2 separate regions of the Sus scrofa genome follow, and region 2 is linked to region 1. A link is a contact called in public HiChIP or PLAC-seq data. All regions are on one chromosome and are shown on one strand. Each heading gives the region's core, a stretch centred on a gene start, on an enhancer-like site or on the middle of the called end of the contact. The rest is flanking DNA. Distances are from core to core; before and after follow the strand shown. Region 1 has its middle 51 kb from the start of UBASH3B. Region 2 overlaps UBASH3B (ubiquitin-associated and SH3 domain-containing protein B).

The links. HiChIP or PLAC-seq counts read pairs in DNA pulled down with a chosen protein or histone mark.
Region 2: an H3K27ac HiChIP or PLAC-seq map of alveolar macrophages shows a contact between it and region 1. The contact joins two enhancer-like sites. A contact is called at or near these places in 1 of 5 promoter capture datasets (fetal liver) and 1 of 2 datasets of contacts at active chromatin or transcription factors (alveolar macrophages).

The regions. Positions count from the first base shown.
Region 1 is chr9:49,577,362-49,581,862 of Sscrofa11.1, forward strand. No RefSeq gene overlaps it. Among named protein-coding and RNA genes, the nearest start is that of UBASH3B, 51 kb to the right of the region's middle. Within about 2 kb of position 1,925, at least 4 of the 83 cell types and tissues checked have an H3K27ac peak or open chromatin away from gene starts, as enhancers often do. A contact at or near this core is called in alveolar macrophages, where this site is marked.
Region 2 is chr9:49,764,600-49,769,100 of Sscrofa11.1, forward strand. It overlaps UBASH3B (ubiquitin-associated and SH3 domain-containing protein B), which reads left to right. Exons shown (of 14, transcript XM_005667439.3): 12 at 1-34; 13 at 1,653-1,762; 14 at 3,009-4,501. The coding sequence ends at 3,146. Among named protein-coding and RNA genes, the nearest start is that of CRTAM, 15 kb to the right of the region's middle. Within about 2 kb of position 2,177, at least 1 of the 83 cell types and tissues checked has an H3K27ac peak or open chromatin away from gene starts, as enhancers often do. A contact at or near this core is called in alveolar macrophages, where this site is marked.

The sequences.
Region 1 (4,501 bases), core at 675-3,174:
CCCATTTCCCACTGCAGCGCCACCCCCACGCAGCTGACTTGAAATCATTCACGAGACAGTTCTGCAGAGACTTCCTCTATCATCATCCCATCCTGTGGGTTTGGCACCAGCCTCGGTTGCTCCACCACGTACACGTGCACTTCTGCCCCACTAACTTCTCTGCAGTGTTTCTGCCTCATGCTTGCCTGTGTCCTCCACTCCAAGTGGCCTCCCTGAGCACATGAATCAGATTTTACTCATCATCATCTCCCAGCTCCCATCAAACTCAGAATATCGTAGGTCCTCAAAACATGACCGTGAATGAATGAGAGTCAAGGGTTTTCAGAATTTCTTCTATGACCCGTGGAATTCAGAGTCTTTTTAAATTTTTATTTATTTATTTTTGGCCATGGTGTGCAGCAGCTTGATGTGAGATTTTAGTTCCCAGACTAGGTATTGAACCTGGGCTACAGAAGTGAAAGTACTGAATCCTAACCACTAGACCACCAGGGAACTCCCAACTTAATATTTTTAAAGATAGATAAATGACAGATAGATAGATAGATTCTTATGTCTTTTTTGTTTTTCTTTGTTTGTTTAGGGCTGCACATGCCGTATATGGAAGTTCCCAGGCTAGGGGTCAAATTGGAGCTGCAGCCGCCAGTATATGCCACAGCCATAGCCATGCCAGATCTGAGCCACATCTTCGATCTATGCTGCAACTTACAGAAACACTGGAACCTTAACCCACTGAGTAAGGCCAGGGATCGAAACCGCATCCTCATGGATACAAATCAGGGGTTCTTAACCTGTTGAGCCACAATGGGAAGTCCAAAATTAAAAGCTTTTATCTTTTTTGGGCCACACTCAAGGCATTTGGAAGTTCCTAGGCCAGAGACTGAAGCCATACCACAGCAGGAATCCCCATCACAGCAGAGACAACCCTGGATCCCTTTGTGTGTGTGTGTGTGTGTGTGTGTGTGTGTGTGTGTGTGTGTGTGTGTGTGTGTCTTTTTAGGGCTGCATATAGAGATTCCCAGGCTAGGGCTCAAATTGGAGTTGCAGCTGCTGGTCTCCACCACAGCCACAGCAATACTGGATCCGAGCCTTATCTGGAAACTACACCCCCGCTCACGGCAATGCTGGATCCTTAACCCAGTGAGCGAGGCCAGGGATTAAACCTGCATTCCCATGGATACCGCTCGGATTCGTTACTGCTGAGCCACAACGGGAACTCAAACCCAGGATTCTTAACCCACTGAGCCACCAGGGCACTCCTTATATCTATATGTTTATCCTTACACATGGAAAATCATGGTAAAAGCTTAGGCACTGTAATATAATTATAAGAGTATTTAGTTAGGGTTCTCTAGCAAACAGAGCTTGATACTTTGTGAGATAAAAATTAAGAACAGGAAAAATGAGACAAGAAAAGATTCAAGGCCATATTAGTGCTCTGGCTCCTGTTCAGGACAAGCCACCAAGAGACACTGCAGATCTTTGCAGATGTGTCCTTTTGGCATGTGGGATGCCTCCAGAAAGGCTGTGTGCAGAGGATGGGGGAGGGGTGAGTCTGCTCTGATCCCACCAGCCTTCAGGCTCCTGTTGGTCGAAATTCATTCCATGGGGAGTTAACTCTCCCACATTTTTCAGTTTTTCAGAATGTAAGTTGCAGTAAAGGACCACAAGGAGATGCCTAAGACACAGGCCATACAAAGTAGCGTATTGGGAAATGTGCTGTAGAACAGTGTTCTTCAAACTGTGGTGAAAAACAATTTTTTAAAAAATTTCCATCTTATGACAGACTGATATTTTTGTAACCTACAATGAAAACAAATTACTTAAAAAATGAAATTTCTAAAAAAAAAACAAACTTTCAAAATACATTCTGAATAGTACTGCAACAGACCATATGAGTCACTCTTGGCAGAGGCCAGAGAGAGGGAAGTTGTATGGCAAATAAATGCGAAAAACACTGTGTAGACCACAGCCTCCTGTCTGAGGAGATAAACCAAGACATTCTGCAGTGAAAACACCTGATTCCTTGTTTAAACCCAGGTTTACAAAATGTAGTTGATCGTCAATCGCAGTCCTGCCAAAACACCCATTAAACTTTGTGGACTTCAGCCTCATCACACTGATAAAATTGAAGGTACTGGTTTGTTAGGTATATTCAAGGAGCAAGTTGAATTAACTTATAAGCCAGTGCTAAGCAAAGTAGGATGTGCCCAATGTGAGGCACTGGGGTCATTATAGTCTAACTAGAGAAATAAAGTGCTGAAAATGAAACATTTAGACTAGCACAGGATAATATAACCAAGCACCAATGAAAATAGCACAGGGTATACATGCCTTAAAAGGTAATAGAGGAGCTCCCGCTGTGGTGCAACAGGATTTTCAGCATCTCTGCCACACCAGGTTCAGTCCCCTACAGAGTGGGCTAAAGGATCTGGCATCACCAGAACTGTGGTGTAAGTCACAGACACGGCTCAGATCCTGTGTTGCTGTGGCTGGGGCGTAGGCCGGCAGCTGCTGCTTGGATTCAACCCCTAGCCTGGGAACTTCTGCATGCCATAGGTGTGTCCCTAAAAAAAATAAATAAATAAAAGAAGGCACTAGAACTAAGCAACTTAATTCTATGAAGGTTTAAGGAGTATAAAATTCCAGTATGTTAAACTATTCCAGTACATCAAAAAAATAAAGTTTCCAGAGTTCCCACTGTGGTGCAGTGGAAACAAATCCGACTAGTAACCATGAGGTCGCAGGTTTGATCCCTGGCCTCGCTCAGTGGGTTAAGGATCTGGCATTGCTGTGAGCTGTGGTGTAGGTCAAAGATGCAGCTTGGATCCTGCATTGCTGTGGTTGTGGTGTAGACCGGCAGCTGTAGCTCCGATTAGACCCCTAGCCTAGGAACCTCCACATGCCTCGGGTGCAGACCTAAAAAGCAATAATAATAATAATAATAATAATAGTAATAATAATAATAAAAGTTTCCAATTCTTCTTATGGAGTAATTAAGTACTGATACCACATTTAATAAATCACAGTAATACCTAAAGATAAAGACTAACGTATGAATATGACTGCAAAAAGACTAAATAAAAAGTAGTAGAAATATAATTCAGCAACTTGTTAAAAAATAATATACCAGGACTAAATAGAGTTTAAACATGGAAAGACTGGATGGATATATATTAACAATTGTATGTACATAATTCACTAACTTAGCCTATTAACATGTCAAAGTAAAAGAAATGTGTATCCTGAGATACCATAAAGTCACTTGATAAAATTAAACATCTAGTCTTGATCTTGACATAATTCTTCCTTAATTCAATTGAATATGTCTCTGCCTGTCTGTATCTGATCTGTATCTACCTTTATATAGTTAAATGAACTCTTAAGACAAAGCTAGGGTCAAGTTTAATAATGAAGGGATGTAAGCAATTCTATTAAAGTCAGAAACTAGACAAGGTCATTTATTATTACCAAATCTATTTAACATATTTCTAGAAGTACTTCCAAAGCAGTTAAATATATATATATATATATTTATATATACATAAATATGACAGCGGGATAGAGTTCCCTTGTGACTCATGGGTTAAGGATCTGACATTGTCACTGCTGTGGCTCTGGCTACAACAGGGCCATGGGTTTTATCCCTGGCCTAGGAACTTCCACATGCTGTGGAAGAAAGAAGAAAGCAAAATTATTTTTTGCAGGTGACATATTTATAGTAGAAAATAAGCTATAAAATTATTACAAGCAATAAGAGAAATCAATAAGGTAGCCATGTAACAAAAATAATAGACTTTTGATAACAATAGAAATCTGAAAATAGACCTGTACTAGTAATGATAGCTTTCTTATATATAAATAATATATTTTTCCTTGCTCTACAGCAATCATATTTTATCTTACTTGCAAATTAACAATTTAGTCTGCCACAGTTTCCCAGATGCTGGCAGAAGACACCAGACTCCTGGGTCAGAAACAAAGGATTTCATTACTCACAGAATTACAGTAGTCAGATTATTAGCATTTTCTTGGGCCAGTTCCCTGAGCTCTAGTTCCCAAAGAGCAAGACAAAAGAAGACCAGGTGACACCTGCACATTCAGCGGGTTGCGTTACTGGAGAAGAATCCTGGGCTTAGGGAACCCGGATCTTTTATCTACATTAAGCATGCCTGCCCTTTGCTCAAGAGGAAGACAGTATCTCTATCTTTTAAGACTGTTTACTATACAAAAATCCTTGAAAAGATAGTCTGGAAAAAATGCAGAAACACAAGACATAGAGAAACATGAGAGGCCCATGGAGAACTGTCTCCCAACGTATGCAGAGAAAACTTGAAAATGCTATTTGAGGATTTAAATGAAGATTACATAAACTGAAAGATCTATTCTATCCTTGAATAATCATGATATATAATGACAAGTTCAGTACTCCTAAATTAATCTATAAATTTAATGTTTAGTGGAAATTCTAAGAGGTGGAACAACAGGGACTCACAATCATTGC
Region 2 (4,501 bases), core at 927-3,426, 190 kb after region 1:
ACAAAAGAAATAATAAGCGAATGTAAAAGTAAAGGTGGGTATTATTTTGGACACCATCCTTAAATAGGTGATCGTTTCTCTCTCCACCAGTTAATAGGCTATTCGAGATGTTTCAGTGTACTTTGGCAAACTCACTTCATAGGAAAAGAAAAATATTTCCAGACTCTCTTATCCTTTCATGTTAAGTTTGTACTATTTTCTCAAGTATCCAAAATGGTGGATATTCCATGGTTGATGTTTACTATATGAAGTCATATTATATATCTTGCACAATAATTTATCTTGTACTCTGTGAAGGAGGCTCTCTATTGCAATATCCAGAAGGTCTCTAGCGTAACACTGTCTTGCCTCTAATTTGATCTAGAAGCATGGACACCCCACACAAAAACACACCGACGCAAATATGTACACTGTCACTGCTATCACCAGCCAAGAGCAGTGTTTTCTAAGACTCAAAGCTGCTGTTGAATTTTATAATCATTGAAATCAAATATTTAATGATATGTGGGGCTATAATTTTTTTAGTGAAAAAGGCAGATGATAAAAGAATATGCACATTCCCCCCCCCCACTTAAAATACTTATCTTCCTAGAGCAAAGGCTGGATTGACATGCACCAGAATGTTAACAGTGGGCAGCTCTGATCAACAGCCTTATGGCTGTTTCCCATCTCTCAGTTGTCACGCAGAAGCCACTTACACCATCATCACCCCCATGGCAGTGGTACCACCCACCCCCACTATGAAGATACTCCGTGTGTTCCATTAACCAGAAAGCCTCAAGAGCTCACAGCTCCACAGCAGCAAGGTCAAAAACTGTTAGAAGAAATAGCAGAGAGCCTTGTAAACATTGAACAGTTTTGCATTTTTATTGAGGTAGTGGTCACAAAGAGCTACACATATGATTGACTGGGGTAAACCTGGTGAAATCTGAATAAGCTATGTGGGTTGTAGCATTCATTGCCTAGTTCTGATAGTGCACCTTAGTTAGGCAAGATGTTACTATTGGAGGAGCCTGCATGAAGGGTGCATGGGACCTCCCTGGTGTGTGTGTGTGTGTATACTATGTATATTAATATACACATACACATATATATATACATATTATGTAATATATTTATATGGTATATATAAAATATGCATAATGTATAAAATGTGATTTGCAACCTCCTGTGAATCTAATTGCCTTAAGATTAAAAGTGGTTTTTGCTGTTGTTGTTGTCTTTTGTCTTTTTAGGGCCACACCCATGGCCTATGGAGGTTCCCAGGCTAGGGGCCTAATCGGAGCCACAGCTGCCGGCCTATGCCACAGCCATGCCAGATCCGAGCGGCATCTGCGACCTACACCACAGCTCACGGCACCGCCAGATCCTTAACCCACTGAGCAAGACCAGGGATCAAACCTGAGTCCTCATGGATACTAGCTGGGTTTGTTAACCACTGAGCCATGACGGGAACTCCCAAAAGTGTTTTGTTTTTTAAAATAAGATGAGGCTATCTTAATGATACAAAGCATTTTCAAAATGTTGCTTGGCCGAATAGTCTTCATCTTGAGAATGTTTGCCCCTCCCTGGAACACTGGGCTCGAGTACTTAGAAGGTTTACATGGGTCTGCATAGACGCAGTCTCCCCAGTCTTGCTTTTCTGCCTCCAGGAAATAATATCCTGATTGTGGCCCATGCATCTTCCCTTGAGGCGTGTACCTGCCAACTTCAGGGCCTGTCACCTCAGAACTCCAAGGACTTTGTACAAATGGTCCGAAAGGTAATTCCTACTTGCACTTCAGGGGCCTGCAATGCCTTACGGTTTTAGAACAGCTCCGTGCTGGCTGGAAGCAAAGTTCTTTGGAGCATGTGTTGACTCTGAGCTGGGAAGACACATTTATTGGTTCACTTAACCAAGATGTATTGAGTGGGACTCTCTTTAAGGCACTTCATCAGGCCTTGGGTAAGATGGGGAAAAAAAGAAAAGAAAAGATGTGTTTGAGCTAGTTTTAGCTTCTGGGAGCTCAAATGGAGGAAAGAGAGTCATAAGCAGACTGTCTGGATTTCCCTGAGAGACCATGGATTGGATAAAGAGGGGTGCATGGGCCAGCACGCAGCATCTGAGAGCTTAGCTGGAGGAGAGGTCCTGGCTGGTAGGCCACAGGAAGCCGTGATTCAAAACGATCAGGCTGAAAGGCAAACCCAAGGCAGTGAGACAGAAAGCCCGCCGCTGACCGACACATCTGGATCGCCCCCGCTCCAGCCTGTGGGAGAGGCTTTCCTGTCAGCCATCCTCCCACACACTTCCCTCCAGGCTGAATTCCATGCTTCCTTTATCTGTCCCCAAAGAACCTGGTTCAGATTCAATTGCAATTCCTTTCTCATTTGTGAAAAACTAATTTCTGTGTCTGCCCTTCCCATTAGCCTGTAAGCTGCTTGAGGGCAGAAATTTTTTTTTTTTTTTTTTGGTCTTATTTATAAAGGCAGCTCCGGACACCCACTCAAATGTGTTTTGAAATGCCATGCCTACTGAAGTTAGGAAGGGCACAGCTTCAGCTTTGAATGTTAGGTACACGTGCCCCAATAAATAAATAAATAAAGCAAGAGGAAACAATTTTTTAAAATTGAATAATCTTTCCCATTGTCCAAGTATGATTTCTGAAATGTTTGAGCTGGGTTTTTAGCATGACTTTCAATTCGGAATTAATTCCTAGTACCCTAGCTTTATAGATGATGTCTTTTTTTTTCCTCCCATGCTATTAAGAAATAATCTATAAACAATTACTTAATTGCACTAGGAGAGCTCACCATTTAATGAATCCTTCTGAAGAATTCTCTTGGATTGCAAATACTCTTCCTTATAAATTATCAGTTTTATCCATTTCATTTTCTTTACTGATTTTTTTGGAAGGGATGCTTGCCTACAAAGCCCCTATACATTCCTTTGATTATCCCTTTGTCTAAATAAAAGTTAAAGCATTAACCCTCTGTTTCCGATTTTCCCTTTCTTTCCTATCTTACTTCAGATCCCATACTTGGGGTTTTGTTCCTGTGAAGAATTAGGAGAAACTGGAATTTGGCAGCTGACAGACCCACCTATTCTTCCTCTTACCCATGGACCAACTGGGGGCTTCAACTGGAGAGAGACCTTGCTGCAAGAATAAACCGCAAGAGTGAACAAAAAGAAAAGGCTTGAGAAAGGATTTGGGAGAAGTGTCGGCTTTGGGAGAAGTGTCTTTTTGTGTGTTTAGTAACAGTGGGAAAGTCTGCACCACATCCTAAGTGGACAGCTCAGAATAATTTAGCATATTTCCTTTCAAGCTTTACCGTTCTTAGGATGAGTCTGTGTCGAGGAAAGAAAGACTTGATTCAGGGATAAAATTCATCCTCTCTGGACTCTTGCCTAGCAAACAAGGCTTTCTAGAATTATCATCCTACATCCGGGCACCTGCGACAGCAAAGCATGTTCTCCCCCTTCCAGCTATGCTGGCTAAAGAGCCTGAGTCCTCCCCAAGGGGGCTGCCAGCCCACTCCGAGGAAGGATGCAGGAGGAGGGATGTGGGAAGAAGGATGCAAGAAGAAGGATGTGAGAGAATCCAGCAGGAGGGACACCAAGCTGCGGGTTCAGTGATGGGATTTTCTTTCGAATTGCGAGCTCCAGTTAAAGCCAAGCTGAGGAGTTCTTTTAAGGTTATTAGGAAACATGTCCCCACGCGAGTTTGTCCTTAGGTTTCCCATCAATTTCTACCCTCAGTATGACCCACACACCAGTGCTGCTGGCCCAAGACGTCTGCTCAAGGTCTCTAACCTTCGCCCTGGTCCCACCACATCACATTTTCTCTAGAGCAGCTGACTGCAGCTTTTTGCTATGGTCCTACCCCCTTGCTTCTATCTGTGAAATGGGGAGGCAAAGCATTTTTTTGCTCTCCAAGGCACTTTTGGATACTCAGGAGGAAGATAAATGTGTGACGTGTTCAATCATAGGAGCGAAGAACTTGCACACTATCAAGTGACTTGGGGTTCTCCGTGTTGTAGCCTAACGAGCCACAGCACTTCGAAATCTCCGTGACTTGCTTGTCTTTGCCCCGCGCGTCTAGACCATGTGAACTGGTCAAGGATGTTGACATTTTCAAAAGATGTGTGCTACATACATCATTTGAGTCAGCAAGAAGCTCATTCTTGTGCAATATGGACATCTTTACAAACCACACCAAGGGTCAGGTCATTGTACGCTCACAGTATACGTCAATCATAACAGAACGTCCACAAATGCATCAGTCACGGCCAGGGATATAAAACGGAGTCAGGGAACTAACTTAAATGATGACAGTCACAACTGCACTGCTCCTTGTGCTGTTGTTTTTATTCATTTGTTTTTCTATGATAATTTAAAATACACAGGTAGGGCTGCTTAAGCAAAGTGGAGAGACCCACATCCTGGGATATCTCATCACACTTGCTTCCTGAATTTAGAGGGAGTTTATTTAAAAGAAAAATACATGACAATCAAGCCAAAACA